3 separate regions of the Gossypium hirsutum genome follow, and all the other regions are linked to region 1. A link is a contact called in public Hi-C data. All regions are on one chromosome and are shown on one strand. Each heading gives the region's core, a stretch centred on a gene start, on an enhancer-like site or on the middle of the called end of the contact. The rest is flanking DNA. Distances are from core to core; before and after follow the strand shown. Region 1 holds the start of LOC107951375 (probable nucleoredoxin 3). Region 2 holds the start of LOC107951298 (protein NTM1-like 9). Region 3 holds the start of LOC107951313 (probable trehalase).

What was found. A called contact is a pair of places that touch in the nucleus more often than the background predicts.
Region 2: a contact with region 1 is called in a Hi-C map of leaf, with 2.4 times the contacts expected there. The contact joins the promoter of LOC107951298 here to the promoter of LOC107951375 in region 1. A contact is called at or near these places in 3 of 34 Hi-C or Micro-C datasets (all in leaf).
Region 3: a contact with region 1 is called in a Hi-C map of leaf, with 2.2 times the contacts expected there. The contact joins the promoter of LOC107951313 here to the promoter of LOC107951375 in region 1. A contact is called at or near these places in 3 of 34 Hi-C or Micro-C datasets (all in leaf).

What each region holds. Positions count from the first base shown.
Region 1 is chrA02:42,871,858-42,875,374 of Gossypium_hirsutum_v2.1, reverse strand. LOC107951375 (probable nucleoredoxin 3) reads right to left here and starts at 1,566. Exons shown (of 3, transcript XM_016886406.2): 1 at 1,181-1,566; 2 at 549-1,034; 3 at 1-466. The coding sequence starts at 1,285. It overlaps LOC107951374 (luminal-binding protein 5), which reads right to left. Exons shown (of 8, transcript XM_016886405.2): 5 at 3,194-3,517; 6 at 2,933-3,087; 7 at 2,730-2,812; 8 at 1,956-2,642. The coding sequence ends at 2,144.
Region 2 is chrA02:42,110,493-42,114,009 of Gossypium_hirsutum_v2.1, reverse strand. It overlaps LOC107951298 (protein NTM1-like 9), which reads right to left and starts at 1,673. Exons shown (of 6, transcript XM_016886298.2): 1 at 990-1,673; 2 at 412-694; 3 at 35-310. The coding sequence starts at 1,012.
Region 3 is chrA02:43,580,414-43,583,930 of Gossypium_hirsutum_v2.1, reverse strand. It overlaps LOC107951313 (probable trehalase), which reads right to left and starts at 1,682. Exons shown (of 10, transcript XM_016886316.2): 1 at 925-1,682; 2 at 640-759; 3 at 335-450; 4 at 143-243; 5 at 1-49. The coding sequence starts at 1,550.

The DNA.
Region 1 (3,517 bases), core at 317-2,816:
CCAGTTTAAGCACATGTTGATGCTTTATGTCCTGGATTTGCGTAGGCAATGAATCCCCTTCTTTTCTCAAGCTTTCTTCAATTTCTTCAATGCTTGATTGAGTGAATGGGAAAGCCTTTGCACCATACAGGGTGATTATGTTCTTCCCGTTTGTGCTAATCGGTTTCCCATCCGGTCCAATAAAAACTAGTGCAGGAATGGCTTTGATGTTGAAGATTCGGCACAGATCTTGTCGTGTTCGGTCTTCAAATGGAAGTGCCAGCCATGGCATATCGCTTATGTTGACATCAAATTCTTTCTGGTCTCTGTCTGAAGAAACCAAAACAACCTCAAAACAGTCTCCCCTGCTGCTCAATAGCTGGTTGTAAGCTTCTACAAGCTGAGCAGTGAAAGCACGGCATGGAGGACACCAGTGTGCGCCGAAATAAAGGCCGACTGTCTTCCCAATAAGTTTCGATACTAAAACCTACAAAACCCGAAACATAACCGGGCTCATAAATAATATCTTAACCCTACATTAATATAAAAAAACTCTCAGATAATCTTACCTTTCCACCATCGCTAGCAACAACATAATCCCGTCCTGGACGAGCTAAAAGTTGATCGATTTTTCCTCCTTGACGCTTTGAATCATCGATAGCCTTCAATTCTTCTCTTCTCTTCTTGGTGAAAGGAAATGCATCTTCGCCAAAATCTTCAATCAATCCAATCAAGTCTTCTTCAACTGATTGTCCATCTAAGTTTAAAGGAACAAGAAAGGGAATACGAACAACATGAAACCTTTCACGTAATTTCTTATGCAAATTCACATCAAAAGGAACGGTAAGCCAAGGCATGGTCTCGAAGTGAGCATTGAATCCATCTTCATCGTGGTCCAAGGAAATAAACACAATCTCTAGCTCTTTCCCCATTGTTCTTAACATGTTGTATAGTTGCACCAGCTTTGGGGTAAAACTTTGGCAGGGCCTGCACCAGTTTGCAGAGAAGAAGAGGCAGATCGTCGTTTTCTCATAATCAAATGAAGACAAGGTTACCTAAAAAACACACAGCAAAGGAACTAACCGCTTTCTTAGGATAATCAAATCACTAATCTTATCCATATGGTCCAAGCAAGATAATCAAAAATTGTCGACAACTAAAGAAAGCAAAAAAGGGGTATTTGAATTTTGTCAAAGAGTACCTTATCTTCTTCACCGGATAACAGGAAGTCAACCCCTTCAGATGCCAAGATGGTGAGGAAGTCCCAAAGGGGCAAGTTTGTGGCCTGATAATCAGGCTTTGACATGGCAACTGTGTAGTTACAAGGCTTAAAACAGGAAGTTTGGGAGGTTATTTTTGTGCAGGGTGACCTGAATTGCAAACGCTAGGTATAAAAGGTTTATTATATTCTGCTACGCGACTTACTGTTAACTTGATGAAAAAGTTTTATTCTCATCACGCAACCAGGAATATTCGATGAGCAATTTTCAGGGAATTTAAGCCATAAATGGGAGGAACATATCCAATTTTCTACGGATATATTCATGACATTGACTCATGTTTCGTCGGCCCTCTTTCTTTTTTATAAGGATAGGTTCGGGATAGGTTCGAAGTTTGGATTCAAATCCATCATCTCTTATGGAGCCCACTTATTACTTATTTTAATATTTTTATGCGTAAAAATGAGGCACAAACAAGAATCATTCTTTTCTTTTTGGCTTTCAGGAAAGCAACGTTAAAAGCCTTCCATCTTTTGTCACCCTCTTCTATGGGTTTACTATTTAAGAGAAAAAGAACAAGAGAATTTTATAAGAGTTAATTGAATATAGGAGTCGTAATAAATTGAAATACTAACATTTTCTACCATGGACATTTACTGGATTTTTCTTTCTTGGATCAAGAGAACCAGATTCAATCATAGATAAAAGAGATCACAAGTTCCAGGGGAGAGAGTCATGAAAACAAAAAAAATAATATCCGTTAAAACGTATTCATTCACCCAAAAATAACATCCGAACAAAGGGGGATATAATTCTCCCTTTTTTAACTTCTACCATGGAGAAAAATTCCTGTATATCTTCATCTCACCTACCTATGCTCTCATCCTTCTCACCCTTTGCTTTGCTTTGCTTGTTTCAGCAATCAAAATGTCATTACCAGTTTTTTAAAGTTCATCATGAGAATCATCATCTTCTTCAGTTGATCCACCACCTGGGGCTCCACCAGATCTTTGGTACACAGCTGTGATGATTGGGTTGCATACTGCCTCTACCTCCTTGAGCTTCTCCTCGTAGTCTTCCTTCTCGGCACTCTGGTTGTCATCAAGCCACTCAAGTGCCTCTTTCACTGCGGTTTCAACTTTCTCCTTCTCATCAGATTCAAGCTTGTCAGCGAGCTTATCCTTATCATTAATCTGGTTTTTCATGTTGTAGATATAGGTCTCCAGGCTGTTGCGACCATCAATCCTTTCCTTCACCTTCTTGTCCTCCTCTGCGAATTCTTCTGCCTCACGAACCATTCTCTCAATCTCCTCCTGGCTCAGACGACCCTTATCGTTTGTGATAGTGATCTTCTCAGATTTTCCAGTGCCCTTATCTTCTGCCTTGACGTTTAAGATGCCATTTGCATCAACTTCAAATGTGACTTCAATTTGAGGGGTTCCTCTGTAAATTGAGGGATCAAACCATAAATGAATAATTCAGGTGAAGAAATGCAGAAAATACAAATGAGAATTGGTGGGGAGAGCAAACCTTGGGGCTGGAGGAATTCCAGTAAGATCAAATTTTCCCAATAACCTACAATCTTTTGTGAGACTCCTTTCACCTTCAAAGACCTGACATCAAACCACAGCAATTCAAATAAAGGTTCAAAGTATTACAGTTATTAGCATTAAAAGGAAAGGAAAATCCAATTCTTGAGTATTTTACATGTAGGCAAGCATAACTAAGTGTACCTGAATGGAGACGGTAGTCTGCTGGTCCTGATAAGTGGTGAAAACTTGTGACTTCTTGGTTGGGATAACAGTGTTTCTAGGAATCAACTTGGTCATTACTCCACCAACAGTCTCAATGCCAAGGGTAAGTGGAGCCACATCAAGGAGAAGAATATCTGTGCAGAAAGCATCAAACACAAATATCAGCCAAGTCGATTCAGTTATAGAAAGGTTTCATCCCCTATGGAGTCACGTATCGTCATTATAGACAAAACTACTTACCTTTCGTTTCATCACCACCCTCTCCACTCAGGATGCCTCCTTGTACTGCAGCACCATAAGCAACAGCTTCATCTGGGTTAACACCCTTGTTGGGCTCCTTTCCATCAAAGTAGTCCTTGAGGAGTTGTTGAACCTTTGGAATTCTAGTGCTTCCACCAACAAGAACGATCTCATCAATTTGGCTCTTCTGCAAACCAGCATCTTCCATCGCCTTCTTCACAGGTCCCATGGTCTTTCTGAACAGGTCATTGTTCAATTCCTCAAAGCGAGCTCTGGTCAGTGGCTCGGAGAAATCAACACCGTCAAAAAGTGATTCAATCTCCA
Region 2 (3,517 bases), core at 424-2,923, 760 kb after region 1:
AATGCTAGAATATAGGTAACTTGTTGACTTCTACCAAGGTTTCTTCAGCTGCGTGATCTTCTGCATCAGAAGTCATATGACTATTGCAGCAGCTGTCACCCGTTATTTGACCATTTGGCATGGAAGTATCGGGATTCTGAGCTTGTGTCTCAGATGATATGGTATCTTGGACAAGATCCGATGATGTATCATCATCAGGAGCAGATTTTGTCATGGCAGCCGAACATACGGTTTGCTCAACCTCATCGTACTTCACAATATCATTCTTCTCTTCCGGTTTATGAAACAATCGACATTGAACAAAAGCACTCTGCACCAAGAAAAAGGGTCCAAGTCATATAGACATTCTTGTTTTTATTTGAATCAAACCCTTAACTAAGAACAGCAAGCCTAAAAATTAAGAAGGAAAACCTGGCCAGGGGCGGTGCCATCAAGGTCCTTTGTAGTGGGACGGTACTCATGCATGATCCAGTAAGTACGCTGGCCCTTGGGAGCACGGCCCTTGTAAAAAACCAAAGTCTTCTTCATGCCAATCAGTGACTTTTTAGACTTAATGGTTCGATCCTTACCCGTTGCTTTCCAATATCCTTTATCCGTAGCTCTGTTGGAACGATGGCTGTTCGGGTACTTCCTATCAAGCGGGCAAAAGAAGAACCACTCTGGATCGTCCGATTTTATCACCGACAGTCCTGTACTTAAATTCAACCATCCCAGTAATAAAAATTCAGAATTTAACTAATTTTGGAACATAAAAACTTTTTTTCGCAGAGAGGAATTTCAAAAAAAAAAAAAACCGTAAGTTTACCTCAAATTGCAAGTTGTAGGAATCGAATTTATGAAATAAAATGTATATTAATTTCATATATTGAGCGAATAAAGCAAAATTTCCAGCTGACGCTTTGGCTAAGGCTAAGGTATCAAAGAATCAAAACAATACTTAAACCAATAATTTCTTTCTTACGCAAAAGAAAAAGAGAAAAAAGAAATACCAGGCAAATCCCATGGCTCCCATTTGCAGACATCGATTTCAGGAATGACACCAACCTCGGAATGACGACCGTTGATCTTCAATCTAAGGTAATGATTGATGAGCTCCTCATCAGTCGGCCTGAACCTAAACCCTAAAGGCAACGTTTCCATCGTTAAAACTGCCATCCTTTGCTAGTTTTCAAAAAAAAAATTCTCGATTCTGAGTAAAATTGTCTTCTTCTTCTTCAGTGACTATCCAACTAGATTACTTAGGAAGGTAAATTAGTTGATTTTCAGTTGAGAGCTCCGTCAGGTCGCTTTCGTCTTAGGGTAAAGCCGCAAAGCCAAGTAAATGTGAAAAAAAAAAATCATGTGTGAGTAATCACGTGACCATGTCCGGTCCCTTTTTGCAGCCGTGTCGCTCTACCATTGGTGGAGACTGAAGCGCATTACAAGAGGAAGACGATGAGAGGCGCCCACAGCGTAGAAAAAACCCCGGTGTGGACGGCGAATTGAGCCACCCAATAATTGAGCTCCTTTTTCCTCCTTTTCCAGCGTAGGCTAAGGCAATGGAGCACTAGATCCTACACAATTACCAAAATACCCTCTCTACGCTTTTGTCACTTTTTTTTGCTTCTTGCTTTTTGGATAATACCGTCCACGTCTTTTCATTGTAATGTTGCACTGAGGAAAAGGAGCACAGTGAGTTAGCTTATCACGCAAGCCTTTTCGTATTTTTATAGTCTCAGTAAAGTTCAAGCTTTTTCTATTGGTTTTTATTAAAACAGAAAAAGGAAAAATTTATTTTGCCTCGTGCGCCCGGCTGGCTATAATATTGTGATATTTGCCCAGAAACTTTTTTTTTGATTCATTCACGTGCTTTTCTAGTGTTCTATATATATGGATTACTTGCAACCAGATTTAGATTCTAAAATTACTACTAAACTTCAAAATATATTAATTAAGGTTAAAAACTGCTCCAAGTCCTTGTATTCTTTGTACATTTGAACTTTATTCCTCTTATTTTCATTTCAATGAATTTAGTCCCTCTGCTTTTCAAATTTAAAAATATATGTTCAATTGTTAATACCATGAAATTTTCTATTAAATTCAGATTCATTGCAAATGTTATTTTCTGTTACATAATCGTGAAGTGAGACTTTCTTTTAAATTTTCAAAATATCGTGTCAACAAATTTAAAAAAAAATTAACAAATTAATAATTAAATCTAAAATTTAAAATTTAAAAAGTAAAAAGACTAAATTATTAAAAATAAAAAAATAAAGACTAAATTCTAAAAGTAAAAAAATCTTAAACTTTGACTGAAAATTGCTTATAGAAAAATTTTGATTTTTTATGATATTTGGATGATTTCACGTAATCATTTGGTTTTTTTAAAAAATCATTTTTCAAAGTTTTTAAATAAAAAATGCATAATATAAATTATAAAATATTATGGAAATATTACCGTTTGACAAACTAGTAATAACTATATTATCTCCTATAAATTTAATATTAACTTAATTTGAAGTTATAGGTATGATGTTGGATGGTGAAACACCGGAGCCAAAAGGATAAATGAAAACAAATATTCATTTATACTATTAAAATATTATTACTAAATATTTAGAAATTATCATTTATATATTTAATAACAATAAATTAATAAAAAAATATTTCAATACTATTTAAAATTTAAAATAATTATTAATATTGAAATCTATTATCAAAATAATATTATAATATTAAATATCAATATTTTAATATTTTTAAAATTAAAATTTATTGTTACTATAATAATATTTTACTCAATTTTAAATATTATATTACTTATAAGGGAGTTTTTTTTCTTAAAAAGATGGTCTTATGTTTTTTGAAAGAAGACAATTTGTCAAAAATAGTCCTTAAAATATGCAAAAAAAAATCAATTAAGTTTATGCAGTAAATTTGCACTCAATTAAGTCATTTCTATTAACTAAAATAATCAATTAAGCCCATCCGTTAACAATTCCTGTCATTGTTCACGTTGACCGTTAAAATAAATTGATGAACTAATCAAATGGTGATATGCTGCAACTTCTGGGTTAATCTAATATTTTTCTCATTAAAATATTGAAAACTAATATTTTTCCCATTAAAATATTAAAAAATTATAAAAATCAGAAAAAAATTATAAAAATAGTAAAAATATCAAAAAAATATAAAAATTAAAAAATATATGAAAATTGATTTAAACTTTTAAAAATTATAAAAATTAATAAATACTATCAAAAATATAATAAATCTAATAAATTATAAATTAATAAAACATATTTAAAATTTCATAAAAATGTATTAAAATTCTATAAAATCATAAAAAGAATAAAAAGTATTAAAATTTATATAAAATCATAAAAACCTGAATTGAATCGGATCAATCAATTGGACTGATTAGATCGAAATCAACAAGGGTATTGATTCAAAGAAAACTATTAGACCGTTTGACTTGGGAACCAAACCATTAAACTAGTTTTTTTTTTTATTTTTAAATGTTTTAGTCCAACTAGCA
Region 3 (3,517 bases), core at 433-2,932, 710 kb before region 1:
ATTGCTGTTTCTCAGAATCATTCAAGAACTTGGAAGCAAGTTCTTCATCCTGACAGATAAAGCAAGCAAGTCAAAGAAGTAAAAGAAAAGGAAAAGAAAAAGGAACATTGGCAAGGTAGGCAACATGGAGTGAAGAACACACAATGGTTGATGATTCCGGCCTCGGCTTGTTCCACATTGCATAATACCGATTCAAAAAGTGATTACACTGCTCAGCATCACGGATAATCAACTCATGTATATCTATACGAAATCACAGAATGTAAAGGAGGAAGTTAAAAAGCTTATACAAAGAAGCAATTGTTCATACAAATAAAGTAAACATACATAGTACCTGAATTCCAATATCGATATTCTTTAATCAATGGTGGGAGAGATTTCTTAACGAATTCGACATCACCGGTCCGATTATATATCTCATAGACCATTGCACTCAAAAGAGGAGGCTGGCTGCAAAAGGGACCTTGAAGCTATTAGATAGTTGTACAAGGCAATGAGCAATTAAGACCGTAAAAACTAGTAGTAATTTACATTGTTTGATATAATGTAAAATATGAAAAGCACAAATGAAAAGTTAAAAGAAAACCCATTTTCATTTATTCCTAAAACAATGATAAGAAAATAACTGAATAGCATTACCTTCGATTGGTATAATAGGCTCTAGCACCATTAAGAACATGACCATAAGTGTCTAGCATGAAAATGAGATTAGTCACTATTGCTTTTGCAGTCTCGTACATTTTACTTGCCAGCAGGCCTCTGCACAAACATATTAAACATCAATCCCCATTAAGATTTTAAACTAAGGTATGTTGATTCCTTAAAAACTCCAATAAACTGTGAAGCCACATGGAAGCAATCTCCAAGAGAATATTCCTTTATGATCCTAAAATTAAAAACATTATGATGAAGTCAAAAACTAACCTGATAACCCAATAAGAATCCCAATAATAAACCTCAGTGAAACGTGAACCAGGAATTATTACAGGCCTTGGCAAAGGAAGCAGAGTATGCAATTCAGGATGATGAAGAACCGAGCTCGAAACTTTCCTGCTCAAATTCTTCCACAAAGCATGGACTTCCAATGCCCAACCTCTCACCTCTGGGCTCTCCACCTTGGGCAAAAAGCCATGCGGCTCAGGGACAAAATCCACTGGCTCGGCATATACAACATCATCCCCTGCATCAGTAAAGTACTTCCCGATAAACGCTTCAAAATCCTTAACAGAAACTGACCCATCTTCCGTCTTGGGAAGTTTATCGAATGCTTCCACGGTGGTGGAAAGATTAGACTTTAACGGTAAGTCTACATAGTGTTTAGGATCAAAATTCGATTTCCCATAAGTTTGCAAAGCAGTTTCTTGGACACGTACAAGGAAACTTAGTAAGGGTGTTGCAGGGATTACAGGACCCGGACCTTTGGTACATGATGATGGAGGTGAAAGTGGGTTAGCGAGGGCCATTGGAGGCAGCGATTGTGAAAGAATGAACACTGAAAAGAGAAAAAGGAAATGCCTTTTACGGTTGGTGTGGTAAAGAAATGGGGCCATAATGATGGGTAGAATCAAAGGAGATTGGACGAGACATGGATTAACGCGTGTTGACTTTTAAGGATCTGGAAAAAAAAAAGTAAGAAAAGGACGGCCGGTTATGTAATCGCAAAACGATGGTAATCAGGATTTACGATAAGGACTAAGCACGTGGACAACCATTGTAACATTGATATATAGGCAAAAAAAAAATCCTATTAAAATATACATTGGATCTGTGAGAGTTTGAAGTTGACTACGACTGTGGACAATGGTTAGCCAAGTGGATGAATGTAATTGCTGGTTAATAAAGAAATAGTGACAGTCATGGTCTTTGAAAATATTTGGAACGGCGTCTCTTTGAGTATTGATAAAATCAAAAGTTAAAGGCCAAAAGAAGGGATATTAGCATATATTGAAACTGGGGAAGAAAGGGAATTCGATGGTGAATTCTCCCATGGGTTTTGGATATTGGTTAGAATGTAGGGTATAGAAAGTAATATTTATGTTCTGAAAGTGATATGTACTAGTATTTGTGTTTGTTTTCATATCAAAAGTTTGTATCAATAGATATAAATCAGATATAATATCTGTTTAGATTAATATTGAAACAAACAATTTAAAATATACCGAAATTATTGAAATATACAAAAATTTAAAAGATATAATATACCAAAATGTATTTACTAATCTGTACCATACAGATAACCATGATTTTGGTATACTAAGTTGTTTAGCTAGATAAGAAGGTTATACTTTTGGCTCCTCAAATTTCAGCTCGATGAAAATATATTTTCAAGGGTTCACACAGATGTTATTGACCCCTTCGGTAAAAGCATATTTTTTATTTGGGAACAATTCTTTGTCTCTTTGCGATTTTGTAACAATTTGAAAGTTGTTGGTGTTGGATAAATTCAATTTCGAGACTTCGATTCTGTAAATCGATATTATAAATATTTTTATTAAATATTTATGGAGTTATATTCTAGGTGAATTGAATTCTGGATAGCCAAGTTTATCAAATTAATGATTAATTAGGTACAGGAAATAAATTGTAAAAGTAGTAAAAGTTCAATTGTTATGGACTTTTAATTAAGAAATGAGTCAAAGGACTGAAATAGCAATTAAACCATGTTATTATACTATTAGTTGACGGTAGCAAACATGGGTCATTAAATTGATTAATATAAAATATGATTTAAATTAATTAAAAGAAAAGAAAAAAAGAAAGAAATAACTTAAAATTTTATATTATTATCAAGTTAGTTGGGGATGGAATTACATTATCTTCTTCCCCACTCACCCGAAGCAAATATAAACAAAAGAAGGTTAACGCTATTTAGCGTTTTGGAAGCTTTAACCTTAAAATTCAAGTACTTAGTTTTTTTTTAAATTTTTATATTTTTGAAATTCCGGGAATTTAATCTAGCTTACCTGTGTGTTATTTTTCAAAATTGTTAAAGTTTTTAAAAGTTATTATTGTTGATTTCTTGAAGTTTTTTGTATTAAATTGTTAGGTTTTAAGCTTAGATATGAAAAAAGACTAGTTTGTAAAGTTTAAATATTAGTTTTATAACATAAAGACTAAAGTGACTTATTTGTAAAAATGTTATGAGATTTTGATGAAAATAGATAGTAGAGAGGTTATAGAGGATGAGATTGAAATTAAATTGTAAAACGAAGCTCAAATTTGAAAGATATGACTATTTTGATTTTAGGGGTTAAATTGAATAAAATGAAAAATTTTAAAGGACATTCAAGAAAATGAAATTGAACTGATACATGCTTATAATAGGATGATATGAGATGTTTAGAATTGATAACTTGAACTAAATTATTTTATAGATCAAGAATTGAACCAAATCGAGGCTAGTTAAGGAAAAGTAAAAATGTAACCTCCCCAACCTGGCCTAGACAGTAGACATAGGTCAGAGAGGTCACGTTCACCACCGAGGTGGCTTGGTCATTTTACACAAAAAAAAAATTCA